Regions from separate parts of the Mus musculus genome. Here regions 1 and 2 are each linked to region 3. A link is a contact called in public Hi-C and HiChIP or PLAC-seq data. All regions are on one chromosome and are shown on one strand. Each heading gives the region's core, a stretch centred on a gene start, on an enhancer-like site or on the middle of the called end of the contact. The rest is flanking DNA. Distances are from core to core; before and after follow the strand shown. Region 1 has its middle 30 kb from the start of Gm41333. Region 2 has its middle 300 kb from the start of Pvt1. Region 3 has its middle 100 kb from the start of Gm41333.

What was found. HiChIP or PLAC-seq counts read pairs in DNA pulled down with a chosen protein or histone mark. Hi-C and Micro-C count contacts between places; a contact is called where the count stands out from the background.
Region 1: a CTCF HiChIP or PLAC-seq map of the NIH/3T3 cell line shows a contact between it and region 3, with 8 read pairs. The contact joins two enhancer-like sites. A contact is called at or near these places in 1 of 15 datasets of contacts at CTCF or cohesin (the NIH/3T3 cell line), 1 of 484 Hi-C or Micro-C datasets (uterus) and 1 of 115 datasets of contacts at active chromatin or transcription factors (CD8 T cells).
Region 2: a contact with region 3 is called in a Hi-C map of adipose-derived mesenchymal stem cells, with 7 times the contacts expected there. The contact joins two enhancer-like sites. A contact is called at or near these places in 2 of 15 datasets of contacts at CTCF or cohesin (both in the NIH/3T3 cell line), 10 of 484 Hi-C or Micro-C datasets (the C2C12 cell line, the N1E-115 cell line, Sertoli cells and 5 more) and 2 of 115 datasets of contacts at active chromatin or transcription factors (the NIH/3T3 cell line and embryonic fibroblasts).

Annotation. Positions count from the first base shown.
Region 1 is chr15:62,697,462-62,700,161 of GRCm38.p6, reverse strand. No RefSeq gene overlaps it. Among named protein-coding and RNA genes, the nearest start is that of Gm41333, 30 kb to the right of the region's middle. Within about 2 kb of position 1,366, at least 72 of the 459 cell types and tissues checked have an H3K27ac peak or open chromatin away from gene starts, as enhancers often do. A contact at or near this core is called in CD8 T cells and the NIH/3T3 cell line, where this site is marked.
Region 2 is chr15:62,333,090-62,335,789 of GRCm38.p6, reverse strand. No RefSeq gene overlaps it. Among named protein-coding and RNA genes, the nearest start is that of Pvt1, 300 kb to the right of the region's middle. Within about 2 kb of position 1,254, at least 44 of the 459 cell types and tissues checked have an H3K27ac peak or open chromatin away from gene starts, as enhancers often do. A contact at or near this core is called in the C2C12 cell line, adipose-derived mesenchymal stem cells, embryonic fibroblasts and 2 more, where this site is marked.
Region 3 is chr15:62,568,157-62,570,856 of GRCm38.p6, reverse strand. No RefSeq gene overlaps it. Among named protein-coding and RNA genes, the nearest start is that of Gm41333, 100 kb to the left of the region's middle. Within about 2 kb of position 1,331, at least 71 of the 459 cell types and tissues checked have an H3K27ac peak or open chromatin away from gene starts, as enhancers often do. A contact at or near this core is called in the C2C12 cell line, CD8 T cells, the NIH/3T3 cell line and 4 more, where this site is marked.

The DNA of each region.
Region 1 (2,700 bases), core at 117-2,616, 130 kb before region 3:
GGGAATTTAACCTCATATACTCATCATTTCAGATGCGACCAGGCATCTTCAGACCATTATGTTTCTATTGGAATTTGGAACAACTAGAAAACCAGTGATGCTGAATTATCTCAACCCTACCACCAAAGAAACATCGCAGGAAACGTGCACAAAACAAAACAGCTTCCTTTTAGGCTCACATCTCCTCCTGGCAGTGGGTACATCAAACGCTAGCGAGCCCTTTGTCCTGGTGCCCCCACTAGATTTTTCTCTTCAATCGATTTGACTTTGGGAGAAACAAAGGTCTTTAAGTATAAAAGTGAGTGACAGAGAATAGGACACATCACTATCCCTCTTGTTACAGCATGGAGGTTTAGTATTATAAGCTCATAAGGATTTTAGAAGTACTCTTTACACACCTTTTGCTTGATAGCTCTGGAAACTGAAACCAGATCAAACAGAAATTTAATTTCTTATTTTTTTCTGCCCATTTCTCTACACATTGACACAAACATACACATTACACATGCACATAAACACCCAGTGTCCCCCTAGCCCCCCCTCTCTCCCTCCCTCCCTCCCTCCTTCTCTGTTTCTTTCTTTCTCCCACTGAATCTTTAAATTCAACCAAGTAAGTAAACCACAAGTATCAAGAATGCAAACATCTTATGAGAGATGCAATGATCTTCATGTTAAAATCTGATGGGCTGTCACATTAAAATATAGCAAAGTGAATAGAAAAGAGGACCAGGAGTCCACCTGATGTAGCTCTAAGGATGTTTTCATGCCCATCCACTGAGTGAACCTATATAACTTAGTTAATGCCTTTGGGTCCCATTTTCATCTCCTAAAGGAAGAGTTTTAATTGTGCCTCACAGTATTGCTGATGGGTTCACACCAGATTCTAGGTGTGAAAGTGCTTGCGCTCCATCTACATGTAAGAAAACACACAACAGAAGTGTCTTTGGGCACACAAGGTGAGGCTCAGAAACCCCCAAAAGATGAAGTGTTGCTAAGTGCTCCAGTGAACTAAAGCTAAGTAAACAGTCAGAAACCATCAAACCTTCAACAACAAACCGATATTTGGGCTAACCACACCCAACTCCTACAGCAGCTTGCAAGGTACATACAAGGAAAAATACCATAACTTTGTGGATTTCTGGGTGGGAGAAACATATCTAGGAACACAAAATGACAAGCTACTAGGCTTCAGGAAGTAGCAGGTGTCCCCAGGGAACATCAAATATGAGTCAACACACCTCTTCTGGTTCCTAAGTTTAACTGCAGGCCTTTGGAAATAGAGAGGCCATTCCTAAGGCTTATGAGGAACCACAAGACCTGCTTTCTCGTGTGTGCAGCCTGAGACTCTGAGCCATTGTCCCATGGGAGGCCACTGGCAGCCTCAGACAGAGCAAGCTGAGTTGGGATGAGCCATGATACTGAGTTCCAGTAAAACCCACAGAATGTTCTGAACTTATGACTAAGTCTGAGCAACATAAACAAGCTCCAAAAACCACCTCAAGAAGGGTGGCTTTGGTGGTGTGGCCTGGTAATCTCTTTTCTCAAAGGAAGGAAGGAAGGAAAGAAGAAGAAAAGGAGAGAGAGACAAGAGTCAGAGAGACCTAGAGAGATAGAGATAGGGGCACAGAGAGGCACACAGAGACAGAGAAGAAAAGGTCTTGTTTAAAAGAACCAAGATATTCTACTTTACAGTTTTCATTTTTTGATAGTGACGTATCTAGCCCCCCCACTTTTTTGATGCTAATCTCTCTGTTTTGAGCTCTCACAGGAAAGTAGTTAGCTGTGAGTGCTGGAGCCCAGGGCATCCTCAGGACCACCATGGGGCCTGGGTGGGGTTGAACAGATGGTGTGCTTGCCTGCTACTCCCTTGAGTCAGCCAGAACAGCTTCCTCTTTTATTGATTTTATTTTATTGGCCTTCCTCACACTTTATTGGAGAAATACGTGTATAACAAGCTCCTGCTGTTTTTCAAAGGAAGAAAGTATAAAAGCAGAATAAATAATGATATTAGCTCTGAAGTAGCAAGAACTAGTGGGTACTTGTTGAATGTGTGCCAGGTACTGCTTTCAATTTAAAATCCTCACATGACCCCAGAAGTGAATGCTCTCATCAGTACCCTCCTAGAGAAGGGCAGAATAAGATACAGAGAATTTGAATGACTCTACTTATGTGAGTAAGCCAATCATTAGCTCAGAATATAGTTCCTACCAGCAGGATTGATGTCTGCCCATGTGTTCTTATCTGATACAGTTTATTGACTCCTTCACCAAGGCTTGACTTGTGTTTCTATTCTCAAAGTAGACCCAAGGCTGTTGCCTGACTTCCCCTTTCTATCCATGGTCTGCACAATGTTCGGCCTACATTCAGATACTGTTCCTTCAGTAGAGTTTCCCCTGGATACTTCATTGAGAAGGAGGCTTCTTCTGGTCAGTCTGCCTCTCCTTTACTTTGCTCCATTTTTATTCTTAGCATTAAAAAAAAAAACTGATCTGCAAAATCTATGGGCTCTGTGTGGTCTTTGGTCTATGGACCTTCTTAGCTCCTGAGATCAGTGACTTTCTCAGTTCCCCAGATCACTGTCCATCCCTAACAACTGAATTACAACAAAGGCTTGAGGAAATAAACATGTAAGAGAGTATAACAGTTGTCAAGGAAAGAATAAAGAAAGATATGTGGCAAGGAAGATCACTTGGTACTGAC
Region 2 (2,700 bases), core at 5-2,504, 230 kb after region 3:
GAAGACTGGAAGGTGTCGGGGAAGAAAGCAGTGTGACACCTCAGAATGAACACTTGGGACAGTATTCTCAAGGGAGACTTAAACTGAGACCTGAGGGAGAACAGACTACTGAGAAGAAATCATAACCAAAAAGACAGCAGAAGTCCTTATGTGAGAGTGATCAAAAGATCTAAAGGGCGGAGTGGGAGAGAGAGGGAGGGAGGGAGAGAGAGAGAGGCAGGCACATGATCAGGGAGCAACTGAATAATACAAAAAATATCAAAATATGGGCAGCAAAAAGTGTGCTTTGTTGACTCAGTAGACTCAATTACCAGATGATGATTGAAAGAATGAATGAAAGCTAGGCCCTAAAGTGCTATGTGACTATGCACATCAAAGTTTGCAGGGGTCTTACCCGTATAGCAGAAAGACAAGCGAAATCCATTCCATTGGGGAAATACTTTCCATCAGGGAAAGGGTAGATAGGGCCAAGGCCACACTCTTAGCCTTCTCCTGGCTCTCAGCTTTAAAGGTAGGGCCCTGGTGAGAGCAGCAAACTCGGTATTGTGTGAGCATGTGGGAAAGTGTAAGTCGGCCTGGAAAGCCAAGAAGAATTTTAAGACATTTTACACCTATACCGATCTGAAAGAAATTAGAGCGGAATTGGTTCTCACAGGCTAGGAACGTCGTGGATATAGAAGATAAAAAAAGTTGGACTCTGTGGTAGGAGAATAGGAAAGTAAAGAAAATTATACTCAACAGAATTATCACGGATTAATCTTGTACAAACAAGAAAGGCAGGTGCTACAAAAATGACCCATAGAGGTCCATGAAACTTATGGCTAGTAGTTTTGACAGTGTATTTCTCCTACTGGCTAGCCCACTCCCACTCCCAAGACTGTCTTTCTCTCTTTCAACAAACTGTCTCTATCTTTGCCTATGTCACCATGTGCCCTTGATACAATTCTTTGTCCAGAGACTGAAGAACCTGGGGACTCCAGCAGGTGGCCCCTGAACTCAGATCCATGCCTGTAATAGCTTGAACTAGATCCTTAGGATCACAGAGGACTAAAAGGTCAATGGGAGCAGAAACAGTTTGAATGACAAGTGCCCAACAGTTTGAATCCAAGGACAACATTTTAGTGAGGCATCCAAGCTTCCCCGCCGTCTCTATTCTTTGTAATTCCTTTTCTGCACACTCATGAACACAACCTGATGGTCACCTACCCTGGATGCTGAAATACAGCTGAAATAAACCACAACCCTTCCTCCAAATACCATAGTCATTATGCATGAAACTAGGATTGCTGCCTGAAAGACCATGAACAACTTCCATAGAGCAGAGCCTCCTCGTGCACTGACAAATCATTTCACCATTTCATCTTGCTTGGAAATACAGTCCTTCCATGAATCAGGAGTCTGGAACTTCTGTGATGCTGCCAATCCTTACGCTAATTTTAGATCTGTGTTCTTCAACTGCTGCTGGGTAAGACTTAGTATCCAAGCCTTGGTGACATCTAGCAGGAAGCATTAATTTCTCAGATGTAATTCTGTGGACTAGCTGTGAAGGTTTTATTGTTTGCTGCAGGTGGTTTTACTGTTTCTCCTCTAGCTTGGGATGATTTGGCCAAACAGGACATGCTGTTATCACGGTGTTAGAAGTCCAGAGGGACACGTGGACACAGGTGATGTCATTTGAAATGCCAAGTCTACCTCTCTGTAACTCCTGCCTCTACACCCTGGCCAAAATAAGTCATGGGTCCAAGGAAAATGTTAAGGCAAGGTCCAAGGAGGAAGATTCACACTGCCTACCAAATGGCTTCAGTAAGAATGGATGCAATCCTGAAGAGGTCTGCAACCCTATAGGTGGAACAACGATATGAACTAACCAGTACCCCCAGAGCTCGTGTCTATGTCTCTAGCTGCATATGTAGCAGAAGATGGCCTAGCCAGCCATCACTGGAAAGAGAGGCCCCTTGGTATTGCAAACTTTATATGCCCTAGTACAGGGGAATGCCAGGGCCAAGAAGCAGGAGTGGGTGGCTAGGGGAGTAGGGTGGGGGGGAGGGTATAGGGTACTTTTGGGATAGCATTTGAAATTTGAAATGTATATAAAGAAAATATCTAATAAAAAAAAAGAATGGATACAATCCTTTAAGTAAGAATTGTAGCCAATTACTTCATACACTGTTAAAGTTCCAAATGCTTTATCCCTCTCTTTGTTTGTTTATTTTAACTAATGTCAAATCCCAAGTGATAGAGGCCAAGGACATATTCCTACAAACCTTCTTCACTTTTAAAGTTAAACTTCTGAAACCTTTAAAACTGACCTTTATTTTTTATTTTTACATTAGGTAGTTGTCATTTCCTAGAGATAAAAACAAGCAGACATTGGATCTAAAGGAAAATATGGAGGATTTATCCTTTTTGTTCATTTTCTGAAAGAGCCACTATCCAGCTGTGCACCAAGAGAGGTGTATCCCGCCCTCAACGTCACAATTAGCTATGAAGATCACTCAAGCTTTCCAGACCCACCAAAAATGAAAGGATCATGGGAGCCTGGGTCCTAGAGTAGAAAGATAAGGACATTTGTGCCTGGCCCTCTGCTATATGGAAATAGGGCTGGCTACACTGAATATCCTGAAGTTCACAAAGCTGGGCCACCACAGAAGGTAGTTGTAATCTCATCTCCTCACTCAGGAGGTTAAGGAGTTCAAGGCC
Region 3 (2,700 bases), core at 82-2,581:
CCACTGTATCCCACTCCCCTAAATGGTCTGCCTGACTGGGCTTCAGTGAGAGAGAATATGCTTAGTTCCTCATGGGACTGGATGTCCCAGGGCAGGGAAGTACCCAAAGGTGGCTTCCCCTTCTCTAAGAAGAAGGGGGGGGGGGGGGTAAAGAGGAGAGAAATTTCTAAGAGCAGGACTGGGAGGAAACAGGGGACAGGCTAGGATTGGGATGTACAGTGAACAGATAAATTAATGGGAAAAAAACAGAACTGAAGCACTTCATTGTGGATCCAAAGGAAAGAAGGGTCAGTTGTAGTTAGAGGAGTGGGCCTGATGGGTGTTCCAAGAAGGTTCCTTATATAAGATGAGCATACAGAAGTTTGCCAGAGAAAATATAGCAGAGAGGACATTTCAGGCAGGGATAAACCTTGTGTGACAGGACTGAAAGATTCCAAGCAGCACAGAGTCCTGATGCTAATTACACTCAAAGAGGATGCATCGCAAAGAAAAGACAGGACTAGGGAAGCTCAGGACAGAAAATAATGAGTTGATTTGAACTCTTATTCGTTTATCAACATTGAGCTGTGTGGTTGGGACAGGAGCAAAACTGATTTGGGGGACAGGAAAAGCAATTGAAAAGTGTGTGTGGGGGAGCAGTTTAATAATTCAGTAAATATAGATTAGCTCATTTGCTGCAGATCCTCCACCAAGCTAAAGTGCAAAATAAGCCTGGTCCCACATGCTTAGATCCCCTTCCTCAAGGAGGGATGACTGAGAGTAAACAAGCATAGTAATAAACATAATTTAAATGAAGGGGTTTAGGGAGGAGGTGTTGCTGGCCTTTAAAACCATTCGGTGCAAGAGCTAAGCGTATCTGCAGTAAGTCAGAAGTGAGATACATTGTTTTCTCATAGATAATTGAGTGTCCAAAGAATCTAGTGATTCAGACAGTATCGGTCACAATTTACTGGGGCAGGCAGGAAGGAGAAGGGTAGAGAGCCAACACTTTTGCTTCATGTGAAATCACCCAGTGAAGAAGAGCGTCAGGATGAAAGGCAGAACGAACGGGAGATTCCCAAAAGATGTCTTTGCTCACTCGTCATGCCAGCTACTTGCCCTTTACCTGGAAGACTCGGGTTTCATCAAAGAGTGTTTTAGCCTTTCATCCCCTTCTCTCCCAGGCTAAACTGGTTTGTTGAACTTTATTGGCCTGAGCTGTGCAGCGGGGTGACATTACAGCAGGGATGGAAACTTGCTCTTCCTTGCATCAGAAAAGCACAGCACATCTTGGCAATGAGCTGTCTGTGTGGACGGTGACTCAGCTCCAGCATCTCTCAGTGATGCTTTAAAACAGGGGCAGGGTAGCTTTAACAAGGTCTCAAGCCAGTCACCCTTCAGCAAGCTACTGAGCACAAGGAAGCAGTTGAGCTGACAATGCTGGCTCTCTCCGAAGTGAAAGAGCACAGCCCATCCATGGAGTGAAAAAGCAGGACCTGCAGGTCCGGGCAACACTTGATATGCTGGTCAAGAGCAGTGTGAGCAGCATTTGTGCCTCTCACCTGGACAGTGGCCCTGAGAGCAGGCATGTGACTGGCTGACTCACTCTACCCCAGCACAAACCAACCAGGAGGCAATGCTTGTGAGCTGAGAAGACAGAGGGTTTGTGAACTGCAATGAGTTTTACCATTGCCTCCTGTGGAAACAAATGGGCTTGAGAGCCAACTGATTAACTCAATAGTTCAGTCCAGTTCCTCAGCAGCCACATAGACAGAACCTATCTGCATCTATGTTCAGAAAATCAAGGCAGGGGTAAGAAGATAGTCTTGCTTGTCAGAGGTCCTTTTCTATGAACCTAGTATGTGGCTGATGTCATCTGGTATATTGCTCGTGACTTACACGTGATTGTGACATCTCACCCATAAGGTGTTTGTATGAATCATGAAATAATAGGTGGAGAGCTCAGCACTACAGACCTGTTATTGTTATAATTGTTATTACTGTAAGTTTTATCTCCTATTACATAGGTCAAAGCCTGTAGGTAGGGAACGTTTGGCAGGGCTGTAACCTAGCTCTGTCCAGTCCCCCAGTTCTTGGCCTCAATCAAGTGAAAACACTGCTTTCTTGTCTCTCCCCTTTTCTCCAGAGGTTGGATGAAATCTCTGGAGAAATGAATACAAAAGGAAAAAAAAAACAATAATTTAGTCCAGTGATTCTTAAAATGTTAATGAATTAAAATAATGCATCCATAAGAAAATATTTTATAAATACTCAAGAAATATTTATATAGCCTTCATCTTACTTTTATGGGAACTTATTTTAAAAACAGACGTACCTTTTTTTTCCTGCTCAATTTGGAATATCCCAAATACATGCAGAACTCACTGCCATGCCAGTGCAGGTAACAAGCATCAATAACACACTAAGTTCTGTTGATGTATGCTAGGTTTCAGATACAACCGCCAGCCTCTTGCATGCACTGTCTCTTTAGCACTTAGAATAATTCCTTGTGACAGGAATTATTAATCCAGTTGTACAGAGATACAGGAGCTCAGCCACATCTGGTAATTTGGCCAAAATTACATAACTGAAAAGAAGAATAGAGCTAAGAAGCAAGCTCAGGGCTGAGTGAGACACATACCTCCTCGACCACTCGAGCTGGTTCCTGGATGGTTGCTCTTGAACTCTCTGCATTCAAATATGAAGCAAGCTAGTCTGACT